Linked DNA regions of Mus musculus: all the other regions are linked to region 1. The links are chromatin contacts, called in public Hi-C maps. All regions are on one chromosome and are shown on one strand. Each heading gives the region's core, a stretch centred on a gene start, on an enhancer-like site or on the middle of the called end of the contact. The rest is flanking DNA. Distances are from core to core; before and after follow the strand shown.

Region 1 (4,416 bases), core at 1,008-3,507:
TCATCTTCCTCCTCTTCCTCCTCTTCTTCCTCCTCCTCATCTTCTGGTTCGTTCTTCTTCTTTGAGCCTGTTGGCCTACCAGGACCCTTCTTTCCTGCTTCACTTTTGCCCTTGGCACGGTATGCAGCAATATCCTGAAACATTGTCAAAGTAAGATCAGCATCCGATACCACTACTCAAGTGTGAAAAACCACTTAATTGTAAACAATTTAACATCGACCAAAACCCTTATTAGCTGGTATTCAAACCACTCCAGGTTTGAGAGCAATTGTTCCCTCCATGCTTGAGAAAGCACATCAGGTAACTAATGAGAGCTCCCTGAGATCAGTTACTGCACTTTTACTATCAATGTCAACCCCTTTCGCACCTTATATTTATATTTAATATACAAACTACCTAAAAACATAGCTGGCACTCTACCCTCTAAAATAGATTTACACAACTACCACGAGTGTACAGGCAGGAAATTTGCAAGGGCCACAAAACACAGTATCACAAGGTGAACTTGTCTGTACTGCTCAACTTTCATCTGGGGTTTCCAAAAACTGACAGGCAGTGGTTAACAAATATCCCAAGTTCCTACAGCTGACATATATCATATAGAAATATCAGTTATTATTTAAAAGGCACCGTACCTTTTCATACTTCTCCTTTAGTTTAGCTGCTTTCTGCTCATACGGTTGTTTATCTTTGGCAGATTGCTCAGACCACATCTCACCCAGTTTCTTCGCAGTATCTCCAATAGACAGGCCTGGGTGTTCAATTTTGATCTTTGGGCGATTTTCAGAGCAAAACAGGAAGAAGGCAGACCTGCAAGGAAGCAAGAGTTAACAAATAGAGGACGATGGGGGCTGGGGGGGCGATGGGTTCGTTAGTTCTCAGATCAACTTACGGTGGTCTCTTCGGAGCATTGGGGTCTTTTTTCTTTCCTTTCTTATCCCCTTTGGGAGGAACATAGTTCTTCATCTCCCTGTCATAACGAGCTTTGTCGCTCTTGGCCAAATCTTCAAACTTGGACTTTTCCTTTGCAGACATGGTCTATGGGGCAGAAAAAACGAGTCAATCGGCAAGGACTTCAAAGCTCCTAGCTGTCCGAGTAATAAAGAAAGTGGATAAACAAATAAGTCGAGTCAATCTGTAAACTCTGAGGCATTTGCATTAAGGGCGCCCTCGGCTTGGAGACCAACCTTTAAAACCCTCGGGTCCCCAGGGTGGCAAAAGCTCGCGCGCTCCCTGGTCCCTGTCGTCCCCCCCCCCCATCCGACCCGCCCCCGCCCGCGGGGACCCGCCAAAAGCAGCCCGGAAACGGCCTGCAGCCGGGCACGCGCGCCGCCCGCCCTCCCTCCCTCACCTTCCATCTCTCGGAGCATTTCTTGGAGAACTCGGCGAAGTTCACCGACGAGTCGGGATGCTTCTTCTTGTGCTCCTCGCGGCAGGTCTGCACGAAGAAGGCGTACGAGGACATTTTGCCCCGCGGCTTGTTGGGGTCACCCTTGCCCATGACGACGGCGCGGCGTCTGTCTACCTGCCGAGGAGAAAGCCGTGTCCGGACCGGGGACCGGGGTGGGGACCCGCGGGGAGGGGGCTGCAAGGAGTGAGGAGCGTGGGGGAGGGGAGCGGGGACAGCGGGGAGGGGGGGGATTCCGCTCCGCTTCCCGCCTAAACCCCGCGCGCCCCCGCGAGCGAGCGCGGGAGCGCGCGCCCCGGCCAGGCCCGGCCCAGCCCAGCCCCAGCCGGCTCCGACCCGCCCGACTCGCCCGCCCGCCCGCGCCTCAGCCCCTCGCCCGGAGGCCGAAAGCCGCCGCCGGCCGCGCGCCCTCCCTGACAGAAAAGCCGCGCGCCTTACACTTACACAAGCCACCGCGAGACCCACAGCCAATCCAGTTTTTAAGAAAGAGACAGAGAGAAAGAAAAAGAAACGCGGCCGGGCTCAAGGGCTTTCTGGCCGCCCTCCATGGCCCCGGCCCTCACCCAAAGACTCGGCCGCCCTCTAAAGCCGCCGAAGCCGCCACGCCGAAGCCCGGCAGACGTCCCCCCACGTCTACGCGTTAAGAGCCAGGCCGCCAAGCCCCGGGCCTCCCGGCCGAACCTTACCTGCTGCGAGCGCTGCTTCCCTCAGACCTCCGCAGAGAGACTTCCTTCCCCAAGCTCCGGCGAGAACTGGTTTCTCGCTAACGCAATCCCCAGCCTCTTGTTTTGCAGAGTTCTCCGCGCCACGGCAACTTGACCAGACCAGTCGCGGGCCACACCTCCCTCCGCTCTGATTGGCTGTGGAGGATTATTCAAACCCGGAGAGTCCCCGCCCCCCCACGGAGAAGGCTTCCGATTGGTGGGTGTCTGGCCAGGCCCGTCCCTCCAGGCTAAGCCTAGCAGGTTCGGTGGGTCTCCCAGGTCGTTAACTCCCAGACCCGTTGGAACCGGTCTAGAGAGGAATGTACTGCTCGGCCCTGATTGGCGGCAGGAAAAGCGTTTGAAAAATGGCGGGCCCGCTGCTGATTGGCCATGAGGGTGGGGCAGGCCCCGAGAGGAACTGCCCCGGCCAGATTTAAAACTAGCAAGGAGGGCGCCTGGCGCTAAACTCTTCAGGTGATAAAGATGGCTCCGAGGTGACTAAAGGCGCTAGGCCAGCCGCGGTTTGGATGCCGTGGCCTGCCTGGGGCTCAGCTACGAGTTCACGAAATAAAAAAATGGGAAGAAAGTGGGGAGCCCGCGGCGCGGAGCCATGATGAGGCCGAGGTGGAACCGGAGCACGGCGGGCGGGGAGCCTCAGACTGTGCGGAGAGTCTCACGGACTCCTAGCCGCGTCCCCTAGTGATTTAAAAATAAATAAAGTAGCCCTCGCCCTCCGATCGGAGCCATGCCTGCCTCCGCGCCGGGACGGCGTCTTCCACAGCTGACCCGCCTAAGATCTGCGGGTTGGCCGCACTGCACCCCAACACTTCGCGGGCGCGGGTGGGAGGCCAGGGTCCCTCACCTTGCCGGTCAAGCTGCTTTCCGGGGAAGGAGGGCTCGGTCCTAACAGGCCATTTCTGCCTTGTGATTTGGCTGTGGAGAGCTCTTTCCCCCCCCCCCCCCTCGCAGATTGACGCGTATGTGGCACCGCTGTTTTCACGGATTTTCAATGTTTTCTACCCCCAGCAACTTTGCTTGCATTTGCGGGGCTGCCCTCCTGTTTGGTTCCTGTGTGAGGATCATTTTCGATAGTGCTTAAGGACTTAGCGGTTCTTAACTTTCTTTTTAAAAAGTAGACTTGAACGTTGTGTTTTTCTTGGAAATGGATGATGGTTCAGCATTGCGAATATACTTAATGCCGGCAAACAGTGGTCCGCCTTTATGTTCTACGACAATAAAAACAATAAGGTGCCAGTTAGGTGTGGGGGCATATTTTCCCGCTTTAAGGGTACCACCAGATTTGTTTTTTTGGTTTTTGGTTTGCTTTTTGTTGTTGTATGTTTTGGTTTTTCAAGATAGGGTCTCCTGGCCGGTGTGTAGCCTGGCTGTCCTGGAACTCACTAAATACTCCAGACTGACCTTGAACTCAGAATTCACCTGCTTCTGCCTGGGATTAAAGGGGTGTACCACCATACCTGGCTAAGGTGTCAGAATTTTGTTAATCGTAATGCTTATAAATTGTGTCTACCTGAAATCTTACATCTAATAAATGACAGTTGCAACTAACCTATAAACCAGACACGCACAGTCAAGCTCACCAAACCTGAGTGTATTATTCAAATAGCATTGTAAGTGAAATTACTGATGCACTACACGTTTACATCATGTATTTAAGTGTTACGTGTACCAGGGTTCTCTAGCGAAACAAAACCAATAGACTGAATCTATATGTAGGAGATTTATTAGAACGACTTATAGGCTGTGGTCCAACAATGGCTGACTAACAGTGAAAGGTCCAAGAAGCCAGAAGTTGTTCAGTCCACAAGGCTGGATGTCCCACATGGTTTTCAGTATAAGCAGAATCCTGAAGAAGTAGGCTCTAATGGCAGTGAAGTAATTTCTAGGAAGAGCAAGAGCAAGCAAGCATTCTTTTTTCATGTCCTTTATAAGGCTGCTAGAAGAAGGTGTGGCCCATATTAAAGATGGATCTTCCTGCCTCAAAAAAAATCAGGGTTAAAAGTGGATCTTCCACTTTAAATGATTTGGGGGGGGGGGTGTTTCGAGACAGGGTTTCTCTGTATAGCTTTGGCTGTCCTGGAACTCACTCTGTAGACCAGGCTGGCCTCAAACTCAGAAATCCACCTGCCTCTGCCTCCCAAGTTCTGGGATTAAAGGAATGTGGTTTTTTGTGTGTTTGTTTTTTGATTTGTTTTGCTTTTGTTTTTTTGGTTTTTCGAGACAGGGTTTCTCTGTAGCCCTGGGTGTCCTGGAACTCTCACTCTGTAGACCAGGCTGGCCTCGAAC
Region 2 (4,416 bases), core at 861-3,360, 870 kb after region 1:
AAGGAAGGAAGGAAGGAAGGAAGGAAGGAAGGAAGGAAAGAAAGAAAGAGGGAGGGGAGTTGGAGGGGAGGGAAGGGAAAGAAGGAAGGAAGGAAGGAAGGAAGGAAGGAAGGAAGGAAGGAGGGAGGGAGGGAGGGAGGGAGGGAGGGAGGGAGGGAGGGAGGGAGGGAGGGAAGGGAAGGAAGGAAGGAAGGAAGGAAGGAAGGAAGGAAGGAAGAGGAAAGGTCTGTAAAATAAGATGTGCACCCACTATCACCATGAATGAAATGGGACATGAAGACCAGTCCATGAACTGAAAATATGAATGCCAATAGAAAAAATGTGCATGATACAGTATAGAAAGAAAATGGTTGAAAATATCTAGGTACATTGGTACACACATGTGTTGTTTATGTCTCTGTTGCTGTGACCAAATATCAGGAAAAAGCAACTTTGGGAACGCATTCATTCATTCTCACTCTCAGTTTGATAAGTCATGGCAAAGGCATGGAGGACGGGGAGGAAACATGAAGCAGCTGGTCACGTCACAGTGCCAGACAAAAAGCAGAGTTTAAAGAGGAAGCAGAGTTGCTCCATAATGCTTAAAGGCCCATGCCCAGTGACACACCTCTGCAATCCATGCTTCATACTCTCAAAAATTCTAGTATTCCCCTTAATACTGTCATAATGTGGGGACCAAGTATTCAAAGACATAAGCCCATGGAATGTTTCAGATTCAAACCATAATTGCACAATTTTATCCAAGATCTCAAAAGAATATTGATTATGCCTCTCCTCTTAAATGATAAGTAACCAGATAAAATTGATTCTGTTCTGTCATCTTTTGCTCTTTCTTCCAGGCCCCATTTGCTTGCAGGTCTGTGCCTGTATGAGACAAATAGGTGAGTACCTGTCGGAGACAAATCAGTGATGCTGTATAAATGTTCCTAACTGTTTATAGGAACAAATTAATTCTATACATCTTTCTGTTTCTATCAGAGACATGTGCCAAGAAGTGTACTGTAATTGACACCTAACAGTCAATGAAATAAAGTTGAAAAATACATAAACAAGAAAACATTCCATGTGACAATAAATTAACAACCTGAACTATTCCTAGATATTCTGGTACAATACCCATTTGTATTTTGCATATCAAGGCAATTCATAACTTGAGACATACTCTCGTGTTTACTTCAAATTACATTATTCTCCAAGAGCCCTTCACAGTGCAAAAGGAGCAGCTCTCCCTGACAGGCCATTTTACTTCTCCCTAACATTTCTCCCATGCTTTTACTTCTGTCTAGAATGTTCTTTTTTTGTTTCCTCTAATGACCTAAATCTATGTATTGCTTCTTTACAACAATCTCAAGCTTTACATATTCAGTGAAACTTCACATCATAAAAAATACTTCCAAAAATCCATTTAAAAATACTTTAGATGAGTCTGTAGACAGAAGACAAAATAAGGTAATTTAATCCAGAACACTTTAAAGAATCAGATTACCAATTATTCAAATGTAATAAACTTGTGTAAAAGGGAACTCTATACACACTCATACATATGTATATGTAAACATTCTCGTAATTACCCTCAGACAGTGATAGAAGAAATATAATATATACACACATGCACACCAATACATGCATGCACAGTATATTTGTGTTAACTCTAAGGATAATGTTTCTGTCCCTGTATTTGTTAATATTTTGGAAATAAATCATAACTGGACATACATTCGCCATTAGTTTTTTTTCTTAGAATATTTCCTCACTAAAATAACTTACATGTGAGGTGGTGGCGTTAAAACAAACTAACTACACAATACGCAGAGGATGCCAAATTAAAATTTCAACTTCAGTCATGACAACAAAAACATGTTTCTCTTCAAATTTAATTTCCATGAGAAACTCTTCTAAATTAAAACCTTCCAGTGCAGTGTCCTTCCATTTTTTGCATTTTTTACTACCTAGAGATCAAACAGTTTGACACAGCAAAAATTCTGGTGAATTGGAAAGAAATGCTGATTGGTTTGTTGGCTGGTGGCCGGGGGAATGTTATGACCGAGTAATTATGTGTTCTGGACAGATGCATTAAGCAGGCTTGGGGCCGGAGCCACTGGATATTATTTCAGTCATAAGGCTAGAGGAACTGAACAATTTTCAAAGCATTGGCTGGCTGACATTGCCGAACCCATGCCTGTTCCCGATGACTCCTTGGCAGTAACTTCCAACACTGCACTTACGACATGGTAAACAAAAACTACATTAAAGGTTTGCTTTTTAATCATGGAGGAGTTCAGCCTTTCCACTAAGCTCTTGCGCTATTCATCAAGTCGCGGTGAAAGCTAGTGCAGATTTTCACTGTCCTATCTTCTGATGGAACTGTAGCGGTGTAACAGGGGAGAAAGAAAAGACTTCGTGTCCAGAACGAGTATCGAATAAAGATGATAATTCGTCTTTGCAGTTGCCTCCCTGTATAACAAACTGAAAGCTGACGGTGCGTTTTTGTGATGATTTATTTATCTCAATGCATAAAATCCTACCCTTTGTAAAACAATTATGTCTAGTGATTGGAAAAATGCACATAAAAATAAAATCACACAACCAATATGATGCTCTTTGGCTTCTAGAAAAAGAAAAATAAGTCCCACAATAATGAGTCAATTGGATAACTTCAGGTAAAACTTCCTCTTCTGGCATTAAAATGGAAGTTTAATTTTAAAATCATATACTAACTAACTAGAAAGTTAATAATTTAATTGGAACCACATTTGGTTACTATGTTTTATAGTATTATTGAAAGATTAAACAGCATTTTATTTTGTTATTTTCTTAACTGTAGTACTATTATAATAAAATGTAAATGATAAAGTTAGTTTCATGGGGCAGTTTTAAGTCATGTAATAGTTGTTGATCAATGTAAGATGGTGTATGAATGGATAGAGTGGGGTGTGTGTGTGTGTGTGTGTGTGTGTGTGTGTGTGTGTGTGTGTAAAGATGTGGGTATTTTTGCTACTTTTTTTTTTGCTTTAAATGTGACAACTGAAACTTTTATTTCTGTGTTATTATTTTGTGATTGAAACTCAAACATTTCACAAAAAATTTTAAAACTATTTGAATTATTCTAACAAACTCAGTTTGCTCAAAATTATTACTAAATTCCACAAATAATGTTGATCACTTGAAAGAAGTATTCAGAGAATAGTATGAATAGCATGAATAGTAATATCTTTTCTTAGAGACTTCAGTACAAATTATACTTTTAATAGTTCCTGAAGATTTATCATTTTGGTTAAATTTCATAATGTTGCATTCTTTTTAAAATTTGGTTGCCCCCAAGTGCATCTAATAACCTAAGATTTTTATTTTTAATTAATCTTTAGAAATAAATTTATTGATGGACATAGTTTTGTTGTTTTATGTCCTAAATAACTGCAGATGAAATGTCTAAAAAATATGTCAAAAGATTATGAAATAATCATGAAATGTAAATATGATAAGTAAAATCACTACAACTATCTCCTCATTTGCAATTTACAATTTAAAAAGAATGGTTATCCTCTTGGGTTGACTTTTAAAATCTCTGGAGAACTTAACCAAAAAGTACTTAATGAACTAAGGAAGAAAAACTTAGAAAGATTCCTTCTTCACCCAGATCCTCCCAATACCCATTCTAAGTGAACACTCTGTGACCTGCATGAAAAAATATACTAAGAATACTTTTAAAAGATATGAAAAGAAAAAAAACCGTAAACAGAGTGACGAGAAACACAAGTTCACTTTTCAAGAAAACAGAGAGTAAGAAGATCGAAAGGAAAAAGTTGGGAAGCGAGTCAAAGTCCAGTAAAGGTGAATTGTTTCACATCAAAACCGTATGTTTTAGGAAATGATTCATTAGTAGTCCAAAACATGGGATATATAAAATATTACCATGCTAAGAATATGTAATCTGATTAAAATATTGACACACCTAATGAAATATACTGCTATATTATTGTTGATACTATGATATAGTTTATGACACACAACTAGCAGATAATACAACTACTTTAATTAACAGAAAAGCTTTTACCCAGAAGCAGTTTGCTCTTGGCTCTTTCTCAACCCTGAAAACAGTATAGATGGACCGATCTCTCTCCCCTCCCCCTCTCTTCTCTCTCTCTTTCGGTGTTCTTTCTTTGAAATAAGGACTCAAACTTTTTCCAAAAATGGGTTTTTCTTAGAATAATTTGAATCATTCTAAGAAGAAATTATTTTTGTTCTAAATTGTTACCAATTCCACAGTGTCATTCATTATGGAAACTTGTGGCTTTTAACTCAATGTTGCAACAATGTGTAGAACATGAAATACAACAGTGTTAACACGAGTGCTACATTCAATTTCTTCCAAAACAACAACAACAACAACAGAAAATCAAAAGACTTGTTAATATT
Region 3 (4,416 bases), core at 938-3,437, 830 kb after region 1:
AAGGTACCCCAAGCTACAATTTCCCCATTCCGTTCCCGTATCTGTAATCACTGCCTTTCATCTCCTCGAGAATTTCAAAATAGACAGTTTACAAAGAGTTCCAACTTCTAATAAGCAAGCTAAACGGTTTTCAAAGTCTTCCTGTTTCTTTTTTTTTTTTTTCTTTTTTTTTTTTTCCATTTTTTATTAGGTATTTAACTCATTTACATTTCCAATGCTATACCAAAAGTCCCCCATATCCACCCACCCCCACTCCCCTGCCCACCCACTCCCCCTTTTTGGCCCTGGAATTCCCCTTTGTCTTCCTGTTTCTATTTCTGCCTGATATGTAGGAAATTTTGCTTTTGCTATGTAAGCAGAAAAACATATAACGAATGGGCAATGACCATGTGGCCTATGTGGAGATCCCAAGGTCAAAGCTACAAAAGGAAAAATTCAGACGGCATTTCATGGCCAAGCATTTACAAGCTGTCTCTCAACAATCCACTGAACTTCTGAACCCCGAAAGCAAATTCTCTCAGCAAAACCGAGGCGAGAACTGAGACTTGATCTCAGATTCTTCTAAACTGATGAGTGTTCGGCAGGATATCTCTCAGAATAAAGTGAGGCAGCCCCCATAAAGGAGCAGCAATAAACCCCTCCCACCTGCCCTGTCAGTCTGCCACGCACCATAGGAGAGGGGCATCTTGTGGTGTGGCAGCAAACTGGGCAGAAAGCAGCCATTGCTCCATGGGGATATTAGGGGTGAGGATCAGGGTGCCAGACATGGCTAAATGACTGAAGACAGACATTATGGCCTGCCTAAAAGCAGAGAAGAAAATAAGACAAAAATCCCACCGTACCTCCTCTAACAGGTAGTTTTACTATCTAGATTCTAGACTCTAGAAAAATCAAAAAGTACATTTCATCCCTTGGAATTCTAGGACTGTCTTTTACAACCTCCCTTCTTTGCTTGGAAAACAGCTGCCTGTAAACCAAAACTTCCTCCAGCCCTGAGGGCACATAACATGTGTCCCCTTTCTCTTCCATTCTTATGCATAACGGAACCATCTTAAAGAATAAGTGTTAGGACTCAGGATTGACTCGTGGTTTCTAAAATCTAGAAGTTTCTTACTGGACAGCTTTCGATATCAGCTGTTAAATGTGAATGAAAGTGTGCATGTAAAACCACATCCTGCTGCATCCTTCATGCCATTGTCTTTAATATTCCATTTGTGTCCTATTGCCATCAGAATCTGTACACCTGATGCGTAAAACAGAGATACGCTTTTAGCTCCTAAAATGCTGTACTCTGGTATATCAAACTGTAACTAAGTAGACACTTGATTCCCTATTCAGAACCCAATTATTTAATAGTGCTTTGAAAGAAAGAGAACTTTAATTTTTATAAAGTAAAATAAAAAAAATAATAACATAGTCATTCAAGTGTAAAAATACCAGCATTTGAGACAGACAGCTTAGTGCCACACCTCACCGAAGCTTGTTTTATTTAAGTCAAACAACTCTAAATGTTGATGTGTTTAGAAGCCACTTTTTATATGACTTCAAACATTAATATGGTTATATGGCAATGTAATGTTTTAAATTACTAAACTTGTAGAAATATGATGATCAAATGAGTAGTGAAAAACATTTCTTTCCAGTGTATGCTACAAACTCAATAAAGAACGGCTAAAATGTATTTTTTTTAATTTTTATGATTCCATCCAGATTCCATTCCAGTTACCTTGGCAGATAACTGACACTGAATTTCTAGTAACGTATGCCAAGGCTGAAACATCCTTAACTATTCTTAGGCTCCAACACTATGCTAATGCAACAAATAAATACAATTTCCCCCTTTTCAAGACACTCATATCATAAGTATTCTCTTTTACTGTGTGTTGCCTTCTTCTATTGACTCATGTGACAAACCAAATAGCAAATGACATTTGTTTGCTTCAGATAGATGTGACAAACTTAGTGGTGTCTGCTATTTCTTTGACGTCCTAAAAGACACGACATCGATGTTCCATGTTTCTAAAGTAAATTCACTTTAAATTGTTTATTGATGCTGAAGTTCTTACAAAGATGCACACTATGAGCAAATGCTTTAGCTGACAACTCAAAAAAACAACATGCTTCGTGGAGCCTGAAACCCTGCTTTGGCTTAGAAAGAATCATAGTTTCGATTTGCCGTGAGAGTGAATGACTCAGCCTGGAAGATTGTTCGGCTCAGCCTAGCTGGGGTCATAGTAGAAGTGGCTGGCAATGTTTGTAAAATAGAAGAATCTTTCCTTGTGCATGACTACAATCCATTCAAGAAACAAGTATAATTCTTACCCATGAAACCAAAGTCAGCACTCCTAAGAAACCAAGTAAATACATTAAGGGAATAATCGAACGAAAGAACATCTAGAGAAAGTGGTAGATTCTTTCAAGCAAGTAAGAAAGAGTAGCAAAGGTTTGTTTTCGGTAGTGTATTTCAAGAGATAAGATGATTGACTTTTTTCTCCTAGATTTTTAATTTGAAAAATGCCAAACATATAAGCAGATTACACAACTAAAACCAACATACCTTAAGGGTATCCATTTTTAAATATCTTGCTTCATTTATCATCTCTCTCTCTCTCTCTCTCTCTCTTTCTCTCTCTCTCTCTCTCTCTCTCTTTCCCCTCCCTCCCTCCTTCCTTCCTTCCCTCCCTCTTAGTCTTCTCTGAGATATATTAGAGAGAGAGTAGAGAGAGGGAGACAAGCAAGCTGTTTTGGATGACATATTTGAAACTTTCCTACAGTGGCCATAACTCCTTAGTTCTGTCTGTCCCTTGAATAAGAACACCTTGCTTCAAAATCATCACACTATCAATCACAGTCCTTCCTCAATAGCTTGTGGGTTCGTTTTTAAATTCAACATTCAATCAAGCATTACAGAATATACAGAATTATACATTTAAGTGGGTCTTTAGACTTTTTAATCTGAAATGAGTTTTCACCATGATGAAATAAGAACACAATATTTTGAATATTAGTCTCAAGGCTGATCAATTAATATTGGCAGTAAATAATGGCAGTAAATAATTAGGAAAGTGACTTCTAAGACCTATTGTTATTTTTGGCCAAAAAATATGTTATCATTTCACCAGGAACTCTCCTTCCAACTCATCTAACTTCAAGTGATGTAGGGGGAAATATTAATTAACTAATGAATTACAGCATATTTGCAACTAGTAGCTTAAAGCACATAGACACCCATATATCACATTTAGCTCTTTAAACTCATCCCCAAAAACAAATTGGTGGTCAATCTTTTGTGTGTGACTCAAAGTTAATATTAATATTATTGAAAGAGAACAGGCAGCCAAACATGTAATATTTATTGTCCTTTTCTCCTTAAAGTCATTTTTGTAACAATTTGAACACATTCCAACAAAAGTTGGGTAAATACTTTTAGCAAGCACTGTTACATTAAATTTATATTTATTCCTTGACTATTTCCCTTCTTCTCAGTTGTTAGATTTTAAGAAAAGTATGTTTGTTGAAAACAACTTACTACTAATTCACTTCTTCAAGAAAAGTCTTCACATTATTAGAAGTGTAGCACTAAAGCACAACCAAACCACCGCATGATGACATCTTACAAATTTAATGTATCACATTCAGATGTTATGTCAAAGCATGCATTTCAACTTTGTATGTATGATAAAATGAAGACTCATTTATTAGTATTTATGACCATACATGTCAATATCTGTTCATAATGGAATAAACATATTCCAAGTACATATATGTGCACTAAAGTTATTTTCTAAATCTTGTGACAAATAGATGAAATGTTTTGTTTCATTTAAAGGCAATTCTTTAAAAGGAAAAATGCAATCATACTGAGAGACATGCAATGGAAATATCACTTCCTGCTTCTAATTTCTCCCTGAAACTAATGAAGTCAATCAGAAATAAACTATTTTAGTGTGAAGGTACCGGGCAAAGACAAGAGCATGGACAGTTAGGGGATTTCTATTGCCACCTAGCGTCTAACTTTATAATGGACTGATTTCTGAACATGGAAACAGTCCTATAATCTGGAACAGATTCTTTGAATGAAAAAAGTAATTATGAAAGTCGATGCTCACAGTCAGCTATGGGATGGATCACAGGGCCCCCAATGGGGGAGCTAGAGAAAGTACCCAAGGAACTAAAGGGATCTGCAACCCTATAGGTGGAACAACATTATGAACTATCCAGTACCCCAGAGCTCTTGACTCTAGCTGCATATGTATCAAAAGATGGCCTAGTCGGCCATCACTGCAAAGAGAGGCCCATTGGACTTGCAAACTTTATATGCCCCAGTACAGGGGAACGCCAGGGCCAAAAAGTGGGAGTGGGTGGGTAGGGGAGTGGAGGGGAGGGTATGGGGGACTTTTGGGATAGTATTGGAAG

The links. A called contact is a pair of places that touch in the nucleus more often than the background predicts.
Region 2: a contact with region 1 is called in a Hi-C map of uterus, with 2.8 times the contacts expected there. The contact joins the enhancer-like site here to the promoter of Hmgb2 in region 1. A contact is called at or near these places in 1 of 39 promoter capture datasets (cranial neural crest), 1 of 484 Hi-C or Micro-C datasets (uterus) and 1 of 115 datasets of contacts at active chromatin or transcription factors (large pre-B cells).
Region 3: a contact with region 1 is called in a Hi-C map of the N1E-115 cell line, with 9 times the contacts expected there. The contact joins the enhancer-like site here to the promoter of Hmgb2 in region 1. A contact is called at or near these places in 1 of 39 promoter capture datasets (cranial neural crest), 7 of 484 Hi-C or Micro-C datasets (the G1E-ER4 cell line, the N1E-115 cell line, adipose-derived mesenchymal stem cells and 3 more) and 5 of 115 datasets of contacts at active chromatin or transcription factors (the 230-238 cell line, astrocytes, embryonic forebrain and 2 more).

The regions. Positions count from the first base shown.
Region 1 is chr8:57,509,684-57,514,099 of GRCm38.p6, reverse strand. Hmgb2 (high mobility group box 2) reads right to left here and starts at 2,257. Exons shown (of 5, transcript NM_008252.3): 1 at 2,095-2,257; 2 at 1,352-1,525; 3 at 893-1,038; 4 at 636-810; 5 at 1-134. The coding sequence starts at 1,501. 2500002B13Rik (RIKEN cDNA 2500002B13 gene) reads right to left here. Exons shown (of 4, transcript NR_126553.1): 4 at 3,838-4,012.
Region 2 is chr8:56,637,140-56,641,555 of GRCm38.p6, reverse strand. No RefSeq gene overlaps it. Among named protein-coding and RNA genes, the nearest start is that of Fbxo8, 88 kb to the right of the region's middle. Within about 2 kb of position 2,110, at least 11 of the 459 cell types and tissues checked have an H3K27ac peak or open chromatin away from gene starts, as enhancers often do. A contact at or near this core is called in uterus, where this site is marked.
Region 3 is chr8:56,682,297-56,686,712 of GRCm38.p6, reverse strand. No RefSeq gene overlaps it. Among named protein-coding and RNA genes, the nearest start is that of Fbxo8, 130 kb to the right of the region's middle. Within about 2 kb of position 2,187, at least 14 of the 459 cell types and tissues checked have an H3K27ac peak or open chromatin away from gene starts, as enhancers often do. A contact at or near this core is called in the N1E-115 cell line and adipose-derived mesenchymal stem cells, where this site is marked.